2 separate regions of the Mus musculus genome follow, and region 2 is linked to region 1. Evidence: chromatin contacts called from public HiChIP or PLAC-seq data. All regions are on one chromosome and are shown on one strand. The core of a region is the stretch at or near the end of the contact, and the rest is flanking DNA. Distances in the headings are between cores, read along the strand shown. Region 1 holds the start of 4930452A19Rik (RIKEN cDNA 4930452A19 gene). Region 2 overlaps Gm34799 (a long non-coding RNA gene).

What was found. HiChIP or PLAC-seq counts read pairs in DNA pulled down with a chosen protein or histone mark.
Region 2: a contact with region 1 is called in an H3K4me3 HiChIP or PLAC-seq map of embryonic basal ganglia, with 2.8 times the contacts expected there. The contact joins the enhancer-like site here to the promoter of 4930452A19Rik in region 1. A contact is called at or near these places in 14 of 484 Hi-C or Micro-C datasets (the C2C12 cell line, cortical glia, embryonic fibroblasts and 8 more) and 7 of 115 datasets of contacts at active chromatin or transcription factors (bone marrow-derived macrophages, embryonic basal ganglia, embryonic midbrain and 4 more).

Annotation. Positions count from the first base shown.
Region 1 is chr17:9,773,073-9,780,944 of GRCm38.p6, forward strand. 4930452A19Rik (RIKEN cDNA 4930452A19 gene) reads right to left here and starts at 2,794. Exons shown (of 4, transcript NR_045433.1): 1 at 2,771-2,794; 2 at 1,807-2,014.
Region 2 is chr17:9,876,660-9,884,531 of GRCm38.p6, forward strand. All of the region lies in intron 1 of Gm34799 (a long non-coding RNA gene), which reads right to left. Among named protein-coding and RNA genes, the nearest start is that of Gm34799, 26 kb to the right of the region's middle. Within about 2 kb of position 3,087, at least 52 of the 459 cell types and tissues checked have an H3K27ac peak or open chromatin away from gene starts, as enhancers often do. A contact at or near this core is called in embryonic basal ganglia, forebrain, neural progenitor cells and 3 more, where this site is marked.

The DNA.
Region 1 (7,872 bases), core at 1,544-4,043:
AAGGCCAGTATGGTCTACACATAGAGAACCTATCTCAAAAATCAATCAATAAATGAATGAATAAATGAATAAATATTCTTTTCTAATATGAATCAAATTTTCACAGTGAGTGACTTTGGATTTTCCCATCAGTGCTGACAAATGGGCTTGATCCACCATCTCTTGAGGGTCCCCCATTGTCTGTGGACATGACTCAGGCCTCCTAAAACTGATCTGGACATGCCCTTGCATCTGTTTCCTGGAACAGCACTTCCATGTGCACAACATCCCCTCGGACTCTGTATTCTCTAAGGAGTGGCACCTGGCACACATTTCTATTTCTCCTGCAGAACCTGTCTAAATATGTTATATCTATTAGGGGTCATTCTAGTAAACTTCACTGGACTGGGAAATGATCCTCAGGCTTTCCAAAGTTACCCACATCAAGGTGCATGGATGCTCATTGACGCTACCTGCATCCATGTGCTCGCGTGCTCATCTAAGTTTCCGGCATAGACGTGCACAGATGCTCATTGAAGCTATCTGAATCAATGTGTGCGGATGCTCACCTAGGATTTTCTTGGCTCTCCCTGGTCTCAGGCGCTCTTTATTCTTTTGTTTTGTAAAATCTTATCCATGTTTTCTATGTTTAAATTAACTAACACTTTTTTCTATTCACATTTTAAGAACACTTTCTCCTTACTAACATAATCTAGCACTGTCTCTACCATTCTGTCATTCTGTCACCTCTTCCTACCCTTCCTGTCATTGACCATTCTTGGTTGTTCTGTTTCTGTTTCTACTTTGATATTTTGTTTCCTTCTATTGTTTGAGGAAGATTAGGCTTCTGTCTCTTGCTGTGTAGCTCAGGCTAACCACAAACTCTTGCCTCTCTTGCCACACTGGACCCCACCCTTTCTGGAATCACACTGTGTACACAATCACCGCTTCCTCTTTCAACTTCTAGCTTTTTGTCCCAATTGCTTCCTTTCCATGTCTTTTCACGTCTTTAGATGCTTCCTTGAATCTCTTCAATTAAGTTCTCATTGTTAATCACAGCTCATTTCTGTTTCTCAGGTTGTTTTGTTTTCTTTTGAACTATATTTACTAATGTGTAAGCGTGTGTCTCTGGTTGTGTGCACAGGGGTTTTAGGTGCCTACAGAGGGCAGAGATGTTTGATTTCCTTGAAGCCAGAGTTCCAGGAGATTAAGAGTTGCCTGATGTAGGGGCTGGGACTTGAACTTGGGTTCTCTGAAGTGTAGCACATTTTCATAACCTCTGAGCCATTTCTCCAACCCTCGTAGCTTCTTTTCACTTTATCAGTTTCTATGTGCTAATTCCAGTATTCTGTTTTCTCCAGATGGGCTCGCAGAGCACAATTTGTGTTTTCTATTCTCCTTCCTCAACGGGGCAAGGTTCCTGCTTAAAATGTAGTTTTCTATCCATCTGTTGTCCTCTGGGTGGTTTTCTTAGTGGTTCTCAAGGTGGGAGAGACATATTGGTACACACCCTACTCTCATCTCCATTGCTCCTGTTTCTTTCTTTCCTCTCTGGCATGCCCCTGGTGGGCACCAGATCCCCTTATTCATACTATCCACAACATGAGAAAGTAGCATCTCAGAGGCCACAGCCCCCAATGGTGTTCAAGTCTCAATCCCTTCCCTGAGGCCAGTGTTCCAAACAGCAGGAAAGAAGGGCTTCTGGGGAGATGGCCTTGTCCATGCCATCCTGTCTTCCTGAGCCTTCCCAGCAGACCCTAGCCCTGAACCTAGCAACTTCTAGGGTTGGCAAGAGTGCAGGTAGAATCTGGTTACTTCTCTTCTTACATACTGCTCTGTAGGTCGGGCCGTCCTGCGTCTTCCGGGAAGTTGAATGTGTGATTCATGGGTGAAAACTCTAAGAGGAAGCAGCTGCACAGGGGTCACATGCTCTGCTCCCCCATACTCCCCAGAAGATTCCTCTCTTCTCCTTGACGGGTCCATCTTTCATGTTCTGTGCAGCAGGATCTAAGCTCCTGGAAGACCTGAGGTCAGACTTTAACAAAGGCAGAAGTGTGAGCACCAGGACGCAGCCATATTCAAAGGGGCTGGGAATAGACATCCCTGGGGAGTCCCTTGAAAATTAACTGAAACAGGGTTTGTGACAATAAACACCTGCCATGTTGTGCATTCTTTAAAATGTCACCACTTTATCCAGCTACTAGAAAACATCTTTCCGGGCTTCCCTGGGGACATACTTGACCCAACCTACTGGCTCTTTCAGGGGATATTCTAAGAACTTACATGGCAGGGATTTAACACCTACTTAGCCCAAAGCCAGCCTTCTTTTCAAAGCTGAATTGGCAAATCTGGAACAGGAAAGCACTAAACAATAAACAGGCATTTTCCTACAGACACAGAGACGGAAGCTAACAGAGCAGGCGCAGGCATTCTAATGCTGGGCATGCCATCTGTCTTTGCCTCTGCGCTTTTTGCGAATGTGGAGACAACTGAGCACTCTTCCAAAAGTGGACCCTGTCCTAAAGTAATATTTCTAGTTCAGGGGTCCTTAGTCACTGTGAACTTTTTCTCTTCACCCTGTCAGTGTAGAGTCCCACAAGCAGCAAGTGGGCCCATCAAGCTAATAATAGAAAAACCATTTTCTGACTTCCTTCCTCTTAGTTGCTCCATGATCCACCCTCCCCACTAGTACCCCAATCCACCTCAGTCCTCAGGACTTGCCTCTGGCTCTCAACAGCAGCAATGACTGCGTCTCAGTGAAAAGAGGAGATGGATAAAATATTACCCTAACCTCAGCGGCATGAGTAAAGCCCTTATTAGAATTCGGAGCCTACAGCTGGAACTTCCAGCATAGGACAGGAGATAAAGTTCCGTATTGTTAGCTCACAAGTGGCTTGGACTTCCTGGCAAGGGCAGGGAATTCCTCAGTCATTTATGCAAGTTTTCAGAAACGCTCCACTGTTCCCCAACAAAAAAAGCATTCAGGGTGAGAGTGGGGGCTCCCCCACCAGACCTGGAGAGTGGCTTTGGGGACTTGAATGGACGCTTCGTCCGGTGTCAATGGTCTCTGTGGGAAAGGCAGTGATGTCACCGCAAATGCATCTAGGGTTTTGCTAGGCCACCCTTACTTGCTACCCACTTCCTCCGTTGTTGTCTGACTTTCTCTCCTTTTCTTTTCCTCTCTCTCTCTCTCTCTCTCTCTCTCTCTCTCTCTCTCTCTCTCTCTCTCCCTCCCTCCCTCCCTCCCTACCTCTCTCCCTCCCTCCCTCCATCTCTTTCTCCCTCCCTCCCTTCTTCCCTCCCTCCTGCCCTCCCCGCTTCCTCTTCCTTTTAGCTTCTTTGAGGCCAGTACTTCCCTGCAAGTGCAGCTCAAATCCAAAGGCCCCCATCAGTGTTGTTGCCATGGCAATGCCAGCCTCCTACACGGTCTTCTTTTCTCTTTTCTTTCTTTTTGGCATAAAAAGTAAAAGAGGCTTGAAAGCAAGGGCAAGAATGAGAAGGGAACAGAGCCAGTTTGGCCCTGCTCGGTGTCCATGCTGGATGAGAAAAGACTGAAGCAAATGAGGGATAAAAAAAAAAAAAAAAAAAAAAAAAAAAAAAAATGACGGGACCCGCAAGTGAGACACAGCAGAAGCCTTTGAGGAGCAAAGTGTACTCTTTCACTTTCAAAGCTTCAAAACAGTCCAGACCTCTGCTTGAGGCAGCACAAGAGATGGATGAGCCAACGGACAACAGAAGAGTAAAGAAGTTGCCACAGGAACTAGGGTCCTACTTGCAAAACTGCATCCAATCCCAACATTTAGAGGCAGCTCCATCAGAACTCCGCCCTATCCTCAGAAGGGAAGGAGAGAGGAGAGCTTTAAAGGGGCTTTCATCTCTGCGAAGAGAGAATACTACCATGTGTGCTCGGATGTCCAGAATGCCAGCTCTACTGTAACCTGGCTGCAGAAACCAGTTCCAAAGGTGTCTGCTGTGTCTCCTCATCCATTGCCACTAACGCTACAAAGACGGTGACATCAGAAATCCCAGGATTTTCTCCCTCAGGGGACACAGTCTTACTTTAAACCTTCCAAAAGATCAGAAACATGTCATTTCTAGTACGCCTCCCCTACATTCCTCAAGAGTTGGGTAAAGCAACTTGAATCACTATTGATTCCTTCCAAGCCAGAGCTGTTAGGTGAAAAGTCAGACTGTCCACTCTGCATTCCCTGAACCACATGTTCCAGTCTGCTTTGCAGGCACCTTCTTGATGTCATCTGCCACCTGATCTACCTCCTGAATCTTTGGCCACAGGCAGTGACCCTTTCCTTCCTTCCTTCCCAAATAGCTAATCAGCTGTGGAGAAAGCATCCTGTCTCCAAAGGGTGGCCCAGACATATGAGACTCTGTGTCCTTGAAAGGTTCAAATACTAAATGCACAGAATAAAATGTTCCAGAAGTCAACAGTCTGTCTGGAGGTGCCACTAACTGGAAATTATTGGAAAGAAAAAAAGGAGGCAGCTGGTGTTCTGAGGGGGCACCAGCTTGTAGGCAGGTCTGAAGCAGGGAGATGTGGAGATGGGAAGTGTCCATCTTAGAATACTGTGTAATCTAATGCCTCTCCTATTGAACTTGTACATCAGCTGCAATCTTCATGCAATGCCCTCTGATGGGGCTCAATCCTTTCCCTCCCTTCTAGATGTTGAAATAATTTTACTTTCTTCCTCCCCATCTCTTGGCATATGTGTATTCAACGTGTGTATTCATACATGTTGATGCATGTTTAGGTGCGTGTGTATGCATGTTCGTGTGGAAGCCAGAGGCAGACCTACAGTATTTTCAAGAGCTACCTACGTTGTTCTTCAAGACAAGATAGCTCAGTGGGACTTAGTCCAGTTACAGAGGATGGTCAGTAAGCCCCAGGGATAGGCCATTTTCTACCTCTCCATTGCTAAGATTAGAATCATCCTTCACACAGCCAGTTTTTTACATGGCTGCTAGGGTTGAATTCAGGGCCCCATGGTTGTGTATATTGCTACTTCACCTATACCTGTGTATTCAGTTGCATATCTTCCTCCTCTCCCCTTAGTCCCCATCCTTCCCTCTCCTGTTCCTCTCTATCTAGTGTGTGTGTGTGTGTGTGTGTGTGTGTATGCTGATAGAACTCAGAGGACAACCCCTCTCTCCCATTTCTCATGTGTCCAGGTGTTGCATAGCTTTTCTTTCTAGATAACATCCCTCTCATTAGTTTAGATGCCATCAACTAGTCTAGGCTAGTTAGCCTAGCCTGTAAGCCCCAAAGATCTGTCAGTCCTCCTTTCTAGCACTAGAATTATAAACATGTACTGCTATGCCTGGATTTTTGCAAGGATTCTTGGGATCCAACTATGTCTTTACGCTTGCAAGGCAAGCACTTTACAGGTGAGCCTCTCTTCCCAAACCCCCGGTAATTAAGTGTACATCTGTTAAAACATGCACCCGAGGTTAGAACGTCATTCTTTTGATCACACGTTATCAAGGTTTTATCATAGCAGTGGAACTAGCACAAAGATCGAGAGTCATGGAGCAGAGGCCCTTGTGGAAGGTCTTTAGGCCCCTCCAGAAACCCACATATAGCATGCTGTAGTTCACTTAATACACACTACATAGACAATTCTGCTTTCCCTGCCCCTGCCTTGTCATACTTTGGGCTGAAGAACCTCCTGCTGGCAGGTAGTGTCCTCTGTATGTCTCTCCAGTGTCCTCTACATCAGCCACTTTCTTCAATGGATACTATGCCAGATGACATCTCCCTCCCCCTCTACTCTTCTGTGGAATCACCACAGGCTGTGACCCTGCTCTTCCCGAATTAACTCCTCAGAGTCATTTTCAGCTGGGTCTTTCACCTGGTTCCTTTCCTTCTGGCTCTGCCAATTTCCTACTGAGCACCAGCATCCACTTAACTTCAGCCCCTGAGCTTTGGCTAGAGATTTTCAACATCTAAATATATCCACATGATCTGAATGTGGCCAATGACAGCTAAAGCCCTCTGGGTACATTCTTGCCATGTGGTCTACACTGGTCTAGTCAGGGCAAGTTACAAGCCTGAGGCAGGATTCTTTGATAAAGATCCCCTTTGCTGCTGCTGCTGCTGCTGCTGCTGCTGCTGCTGCTGCTGCCGCTGCCGCTGCCGCTGCCGCTGCTGTTACTACTCAGCACAGTGGATGTGTGCATGGTGTTTGCTGAGCCATCTGTGCCTGTAGCTGGGTAAGGGGGTGGGACCTAGAAGAGCTGAGCCCAGAGATCAGAAGGATGTATAGTCCAGAACAAGCCTGCCCCAGAGCCACTCATACTTTTTGTAACTATGAAGCAATAAACCGCAACCCTCCCCTCATTTTTCTTGCCATAAAACCAATTTCTGGACTTTCTCTGTTGATGGAACCCATCACCACCATTCTCCCATATGCAAATTCCCTAAGTTATTTTTAGCTCATCAATCATATCCTTACTTAGTACCTGGTTATTAGATTCTGTCATATTTTCCATTCAAAGACCTTAGACAACCGATTTTTCTCTTGCTGTTATCACACTGATCCAATTTCCCCAGTCAAACCCATCTGGATTATCAATAATATCCAAACCAACTGCCAGGTGGGAATCAGTCCCCACTCCCCAGGCACTGATTTTTCTGAAATCTCTAGAACCTTCCTTCCTTGGTCTCTCACTTTGCTGGACAATTAAGACCCCTGGTGTGCTCGCCCCATTCTCATCACAGTCTGAATCCTTAGTCAACTCCGTCACACCAGTGTTTGCTCAGCAGAGGCTGCTCACACTTCCCTTGGATCCTCTCAACAATAGGCCTGGCAGTCAGGACCACAGCCTGGGCACTACTTCCTGCCAACTTACAACACAATCTGAAAATTGCCAAATAAGAATGAGATTTGCTTCAGAACAGAAGAATAGCACTACACCAGGAATGTATGTGTACCTTAGTTTTGTTTTTTGTTGTTGTTGTTGTTTTTGTTTTGTTTTTTATTATTAGATATTTTCTTTATTTACATTTCAAATGTTATCCCCTTTCCTTGTTTCCCCTCCGAAAATCACCTATCTCCTCCCCCTCCCCCTGCTCACCAACCCACCCACTCCTGCTTCCTGGCCCAGGCATTCCCCTATACTGGGGCATAGAACCTTCACAGGACCAAGGGCCTCTCCTCCCATTGATGACTGACTAGGCCATCATCTGCTACATATGCAGCTGGAGTCATAAGTCCCACCATGTGTTTTACTTGGTTGGTGGTTTAGTTTCAGGGAGCTCTTGGGTTACTGGTTAGTTCATATTGATGTTCCTTCTATGGGGCTGCAAACCCCTTCAGCTCCTTGAGTCCTTTCTCTAGCTCCTCCATTGGGGACTGTACTCCATCCAATGAATGGCTGTGAGCATCCACTTCTGTATTTGTGAGGCACTGGCAGAGCCTCTCAGGAGATAACTATATCAGGCCCCTGTCAGCAAGCTCTTGTTGGCATCCACAATAATGTCTGGGTTTAGTGGTTGTATATGGTATGGATCCCTGTTATTAGACGCGTTCTCACGACCGGCCAGGAAAGACGCAACAAACCAGAATCTTCTGCGGCAAAGCTTTATTGCTTACATCTTCAGGAGCCAGAGTGCAAGAAGCAAGAGAGAGAGAAAACGAAACCCCGTCCCTTTTTTAGGAGAGTTATCCCTCGCCTAGGACGTGTCACTCCCTGATTGGCTGCAGCCCATCGGCCGAGTTGACGTCACGGGGAAGGCAGAGCACATGGAGTGAAGAACCACCCTCGGCACATGCGCAGATTATTTGTTTACCACTTAGAACACAGCTGTCAGCGCCATCTTGTAACGGCGAATGTGGGCGCGGCTCCCAACATCTCCCCCTATCCTTTTAATAAGAGCAA
Region 2 (7,872 bases), core at 1,837-4,336, 100 kb after region 1:
AATGAGAAGGATGCCATGGAGTAAAAGGTCTGAAGGCTTACAAGATCTAGAAGCTTGATGTATGCAAAGGCTCAGGTAGAGTTTCATCTTGCATTATTAGCATTTTTTGTTGAATATGGGTATCATGGTGTAGCTTTGGTGATTTAGCACCACCACAGCCAATTACCAGGGAGATCAAAACAACAGGAAGTCTCCTCCCCTAGTACACGAAGCCTGATACCTAAAGACCTGAGCATGGCCACGTCCTAGGACCTCTGACAGAGGATCCACCTTCTTGCTTGGCCTGCAAGTTCTGGGTGTGGCCAGTTACCCTTGGTGCCCTTTGCTTTCAAAGCGTCCCTACGATTGCTGCTTCTCTCTTCCTATTTACAGACACGCCCTTTCTCTATGAGGATGCCAGGAGTTGGATTCAGGGACCACCTTGACTCTAGGAGGATCTCACCTTGAGATTCTTGACTTACATAGCTTCTTAGAGATCCTATTTCCAAATGAGTTCCCATTCATAGGTCCTTACAGTTAAAACTTCCATCTACCTATCTGGGGCACATACCACAACCCACTACAGTTTCTTCTATAAGAAGTCATGTATTACATGTTTCTAAGCTCCAGCCTTGATGGCGCATAATGAGATCACATCCAAGTCACTGGGTAAAGATCACTCCAGGGCTTCATTGTCAAAGTGTGCCATGGCTTCACCCATTTGAATACTGACTGGTCCTTGCATTGAGTTTGATGTTGGTAGGTATGGATGATACTGTGGCCTCAGTCACATTCACGTACAGTCTTACAGTCTGGATTTCTGAAGACACATTGCTTTGTTTGAGAGACAGGAGCATGCTGCATGCTAACAAAAGTTGGGTTGGGTGATGGCTCATGGGTAATTGTGTTTGCTGCAGTCATGAGGGCCTGAATTCATATCTTCTAATACCAATGGAAAAGCAGAACATGGTGACATACGCATGTAACTCCAGAGCCAGAGAAAGAAAGGTAGAGACAAGAGGCTTGCTGGGACTTGCTGACCAGCCATCCTAGCCCTCCCAAATGGCAAACTTCATGGCCAGGGAGAGACCTATTTCTATGTCCTCTGCACATGGACACAAATACTCATTATAAACACACACACACACACCACGCACATGTATTCTCACACAAACATGTATTATCTGAAATTACTAGATATGTTTTGAAGAATAAAACATACCCTTTGCCACTGAGAGCCAGTGGCAGTACAGACTGCCTTTGTTCCAGATGGCTTTTCTGACTTCTAGGGTGCCGGGTGGAACAAGAGCTGTTCATCCCCCGGCCTGCGGTGAAGCTCTGGCAGCTTTGCAAAGTCTTGTGGACAATGAGGGTTTGGCTGACCTGTGTCATAGGTGTTCTTTGCATGGCTTCGCTTGGCTGGCCTACATACCATCCACTTGTAAATGCCCCTTGCCTGTTTGTCAGATTAGACCCTTACCCTCCCTTTGAATTTAACCTCTGAGTTCCTGGTGCAACACTGTTTCTCTCAGTTTTTCATCTGTTAGTTGACTACATTTGCTGTCAGCTTTCTGAAAGGTATCCTGGTTTTGGAATAGTCAAGCAGGCTTGCAAGTGACTTTTGCAAGTCACTGCCATGCTTGCAAAAACCCCAAACCATACGATTTCTACCATAACTTCTCTCCTGTCCTGTTCCAGCCCCGACTTTTACACCACCAACCCATTTAGTTATGTGCACATCATGTGGGATAGAGACCAACCTGATTTTACCCTAGAGCAGCAGTCAGGGTTTTAGAGCCTTTTCTAGAATAGGATATCACTTTTCACTGAGTTTAAGCTCTGCTTTGTCAAGCTCCCACAATACACTGGGCTCTCCTGTCAGATTTCAATTCGCTTCTGACGACCTAGTCGCCTGTAGCCCAGAGCCATACTGATTGGATTTCAGTGGCTTTAGAGCATGTATCTGTGCTGTGTCTGGCTTGCACCTCTCAGCTCATTCCTTGTCATTCTTCAAAAATCATTCTTCCAAGAGTGGGAAAGCTTTTTTTTTCATTGGCTTTCAAAATTATGCTTGTGAATTTGGGGCGGGCAGCACTTTAATAACCTTTAACTTTATACAAAAATAATTTTTCTGTTTTGTGAAGATATTATTTCATTTCTTTAAGTGTCTGTTATCTTTCCTGACAACCCAGTTGGTCTTGTGATTAACTGAATTTATGGATATTTTATGTTAACTGCCTTTACTGTGTAACAGAATGGTTGCTTTGCTTATTTTAATTTCTAGCTAGTTACTACTAGCTACAGAAAGATATTGATTGGGACGTGTGTCACAGCTAATTACTTTACCAAATTTATTAAACGCAATAACTTTTTAAATTGGACTATTTTGAATCTTACAGATTTATACTCAAATCAACAGCCAAAAAGAATAATTTTGTCTCTTCTTTATCAGCCTTTTAATTATTATTTCCTTTTCTTATCCTCTGAAATATCAGATAATTGTGACAGTAATTACCTTTGTCTTGTTCATAATTTTAGTGGGAATGAATTTAGCCTTTTACCATTTACAATAATATCTTCTGGGTTTGCTGGTTTGTAATAATTGTCTCTTACAAATTTAAATTATTTCTTCCTAATTCTGATTTGCTTAAATGTGTTATTTTTAAGAACTCCTAAACTTTTATCAAATGTCCTTTTAAAATGTGTTAGCGTGGTGTATTTTCCTCTTTAAATAGGTTGGTATGGCGAATTTTTGTTGACACATTTCTAAAATTTGCTGCTTAAAAAAATATGTGATTTGAAGTCACGCAGTGGGATATTAGTTGTTGCTTTTAGGTCAGAATTTCTGTACTTGTTAGTGTAGCCAGGATGGTTCCTGGGTTTGCTTTCTGGCAGCCTGCATCATCTTCCACAGGAGAACTTCTGGGCTGCTTACCTCTGTGGCAGCCTCTTCTGGGGTCCTAATTCCCACCCACCACTGGGCAGTTAGTTAGTGGATGTGCCCTTTGCTCTCTAATTCCAAGTCTACCACCAAGCCTAACCGCTGTGGGCATCCGCAGCTCTGTGTTGGCATACAAACAAGGCCTCTTTGTGCTCAGATGATGTCATGGGTATGAACGTGACAAGAAAACAAGTGCCTCAGAATCCTACCATTGCAATGTTCTCAAGAGAAAGAGAACAGACCCAGATTCCTCACGGGGGCAAGGCCACTGCACGAAATGTGACTTTGAAGGCTTTGGAAAGAGCTGGGAACCAGGACAATGACACTGTGGGGTGAACATTTGTTTTGTAAAGGAAAAGGAATCCAAGCCCGGTCCTCAACAGCCAACGCCATGGGAACTCGAAGGGGTTTGTTCCCTCTCCACATCCTTCAGCACATCTACAGCCCCACTGCCCACCTGCTAGGAAGCAAGCTAAAATACACAGAATACCCAAGAAGGGCCTTTGGCTTGCCTCCCCAGCCTCCCCTCTGGTCGGCATTGGCCCTCGGGCTAGACTGCTTGGATAGCATTGCAGTGCAGTACGAGCATGCAAGCCTGACGTTTGAGAATGTACTTTCAACCTCTATGTCTGGAACCTGAAGGAAAACACTGCCCATCTTCCCAGCCGATGGGTTTCTGGACTGTGAGAGGCTCAGAAAGCTCGCACACTGGACTATGCTTGGTGAAGCCCCCATAGTAAACCGAAGACAGCATGGGACAGGCCAAGAGAGTTAGGTCTAGGTAAGGCCCACACCCCTCTGGCATTTCTAGAACTCGATGTGAGTATACTGCCAGCTGCTTTCCCCCCAGCAAGAGAATATGAGCGTTCATAATCTTCCGGACTTCAGCCCATACCTGAAGCACCTGGAACACAGGCGTCTGTGCAGCATCTTCTGAGCCCTGAGAAATAATATACGAAGCCGAGACCCTAGGAAGCCATGACTAGTCTCAAGTCAGACCCACAGAAATGGGCAGAGAACATTGAGGACAAATCCTGTGCAGGGATGCTGTCTAAAGCACTGGGGAGGTGTCCTGTGTGTTAGAAAGAACTCTGTGTTCGCTGAATTGCAAGTCATCTGACACAAATGGGCAGTGAAAGAGACCCCCTTCCTACACAAAGTACACAGACTCTTGCTGCTTAAACACATAAGTTATTTTGCTTTAGTAAATAGTATCTATTTTTTATTACTATAGCAATGCATGTTTGGGTGAATACAAATTAAATAATTTTTTGGAAAATAGTTGAAAATTCCTCATTATCCCACAGCTCATAGTACTGCCATGATCGCTCTGTGGGCACCTCTGGTTGGTGTTTCTCACTCCACATAAACTCAGCTATCTGTTCAGGAGCTAACATAACACATACACACACACATGTACATACATATATGCATACATACACACTATACATATGTACAGACACATGCACATATACACATGCACACAAAGGAACACACACAGACACACATATACATACATATACACACACATACATACACACATGAACCCACAAACACTCACAGAAACATGCACACACATACACACATGTACACACACACATGCACACCTGTGTGCACTCACACACATACTCACCACATTGTCTTCTTACTCCTTCAATCATAGTCCCAAACCAATTTTCATGTCAGACCTTTTTTTTTCCTGTGTGATCATTTCTAACCAAAATTTATGATATTTTAACTCATTTTAAAGTTTTTCTATTCCAACCTTAGGTTTAGTTTTTCATTTCACACACACACACACACACACACACACACACACACGCACGCACGCACGCACGCACGCACGCACCGCACACGCACACGTACACACGTACACACTCGCGTACTGATTATTTTTTTGCAAATGCATTTGGCAGATTTGTTTGTTCTCAGTACTTATTGATAGTTAACTAACTATTGGAGAACAAAATAGACCCCACATGCAGATAACGTTGAAAAGGAGAAGCCATGATCCCACTGTGGGCCCCGGAACCACTCGCTTATCTACAAGGGCTACTTTCCCAGAGGTGTGGTGGGTGGCATCGTGCTTCCATGTCCTCTGTTTTGTTTCTTTGACCCTTCCTATGGCCACACAGCACTAAATTCATCCATGGCTTGTGCCTCCTTTGCATCTCTATCCTTGTGTTTTCGGACCAGACATAAAGTATTAAATTGCCTCATTTTCAGGAAAATGGATGAAACTGGCCACCAACCTGTTAGGTGAAACCAGACAGACACAGAAAGATAAACAGCACACCTTCTCCCCCATATGTGGAATCCAGACTTAAAGTAAAACTCACGGGAACAAGAGGAACCATCTGAGAAGGAAAGACCTCTCAGGAGGAGGGAAGGGAGGGAAGAGAAGACATGGCCATGGAGAAGTAACTGAGGTAAGTTGTATTCATGAGGGGCGGTGCATCTCAATGACTCCCATGCTCACACAGTTGAGAGCGCTGATGTTAATGTGGAAAGCCATCACTTAAATGCACACAGTGTGGTGCCCCACAGTAGACCTGATAGACCACGTGGATCCCGAGGACACTGAAGCACTGACCCAAGGATATCCAGGAATGTGACGCAAATCTCATCAAATGCCATAGAAGCTAATACCACTTAAAGGAGGAATTGATGCCCCTTTCCATTTAGCTGCTATTAAAACCATGGGGAGGACAACATTGGTGCTATTTTATATTTCCAGAGATTTCCAGAGATTTTGACTGCCTATGTTTGAATAGACATATACGTTATTGCTTTAAAAGAAAATGAGTTCATATGCTATAATGTGCACTTTTCTGGTCATTATTTTGGCAATATTTGCCCCTGTTGATAGATACAGACATAATTAATTAAGAAGTCCCCGTGTTGTTAATTTTAAGAGTTATCACATAGTGATAACCACCTGCTTATAAATTTGAGCTGGACAGAGGAGCTTGAGGCATGGCCGTCTCCCGTTCTTCATAAATAATAAGTACTGAAGAACATCTGGGTGAGCACTTAGTCAGATGTCTGGTTGAATTAAGTGTGAACCCACCGTGTCCTGGGCTTTCTTTTGTGGGGAGCCTTTATTCCTGCTCCTATCTCATTGCTCATTATTGATCTATGTAGGGATTCACATCTTCTTGGTTTTATTTTGATAACTCTTATGTTTCTAGAAATGTACCCATCTCCACTAGTCTTCCAATTCGCTGGACTATGAGCTTTCCACCTACCTCCTCGCCACCCTCTGGATTCCAGTAGCGGCTTCTGCCATGCTACCATTTCCATCTCTAATTGTATTAAACTGGGTCTTTTCTCTCTTTTGGTTAGTTTGGCTGAGTGTCTGTCAGTCTTGATTATTCTCCCAGAGAAGCGCCTCTTTGTTCCGCCAGGCCTTTGTACTGAGCTTTTAGCTTCCATTTCATTAACTTCAGCTTTGATCGTTATTATTTATTTCCCTTCCCTCCGTCTGAGATTGGCCAGATCATCACAGTAAGCAAAGCAAACCATTGCCTGCAAACAAGCCTGCCATTTTCTCTGCTATGTGGAATGTGGAGAAGAACCTGAAAGTACAGAGACCCAGAGTGTGGAGGGGAGAGGGAGAAAGAAGGAGGGAAATTAGAACGGCAGTGGAGGGTGACTGTAATCAATAGACATCATATGCATACCTTAATGAAATCCATTACTTTGCTCATTAATATATGCTAATAAAAATAAGCGTGTTGGAATATGCACACATTTTCATTTATAATGTTCCTTGATTATAATAATGTTATTTAAAATTAAACAACTTGTAACAGTGAATCAAAAAAAAAAAAAAAACACAAAAGAATGTAGATAGGACATATCCTAAAAGTACAACAAGATACATGACTGCTAATGACCCCCATAGACCAAAAACGACTCAAGTGCTGGGGTACGATACAGCTCAATGGTAGAGTGCCCGCCTGCCTGGTGTGTACCAGGACAGAGGTGTCCCACTGTCCACAATACAAAGAAAAGCAACAGGCTTAAAGAAACTGAGTTCTGAAGAAAAGAAAGAAAGAAAGAAAGAGAGAGAGAGAGAGAGGGAGGGAGGGAGGGAGGGAGGGAGGGAGGGAGGGAGGAAGGAAGGAAGGAAGGAAGAAAGGAAGGAAGGAAGGAAGGAAGGAAGGAAGGAAGGAAGAGAGTTCTGCCCATTTGAAGACCCTTTGGTCCTTCCTTCCCCATCAGCTGTCATTTTTCAGGGGCAACACGGCATTTCTGCTCACATGTCGGGGTTTCACTGTGACTGCTTCTGACTCTATGAACTCACCCAGTGATCTGCATTATAGAATATGGATTCCTCTACTTGGTTTCCCTTGCCAGATTTTATGATCCTGAAATCGATCTGTGGTGGCTTGTAGCTACAATTTGCACACTTTTATTGCAGTATGGATTCTAACGCCCAGACAAGTCTTTTTAGATATCAATGATTATTTATTTCACATAAGTTTAAAGGAGAGGAATTGACTGGTCGAGGGCCAGACCACAAAGCAGGGAAGGGGATTTCCAGCTGCTCTACAAAACGGACACACTTATTCTTCCATTAATCTGCATCAACGTATCTAAACCTCGTGCGTGGCCACCAACCTGTGTGGACTTCACCAATTAATCTGTGCTGATCTGAGAAACTATAAAACACATTGTTGTCTAAGCCTTTCAAAGATATACTTTGTGAAGGATGTGCACAAGTGCACAAAACCTAAGAGCAGTATTTATCATGAACACTTTCTTTGAATTCTAAACCTATAACAGTTACGTAACTTCTCATCAGCATACCATCACTGATAACATCTGCATTGTAAAGTTTACCTCCTGCTATTATTCTGTGTGATGAACATTACGGTCTGTTTATAAATGCACATGTCATAATGATACTTAACCCTCCTGTCAGTCATTTGAGTTAGGACCTGTTA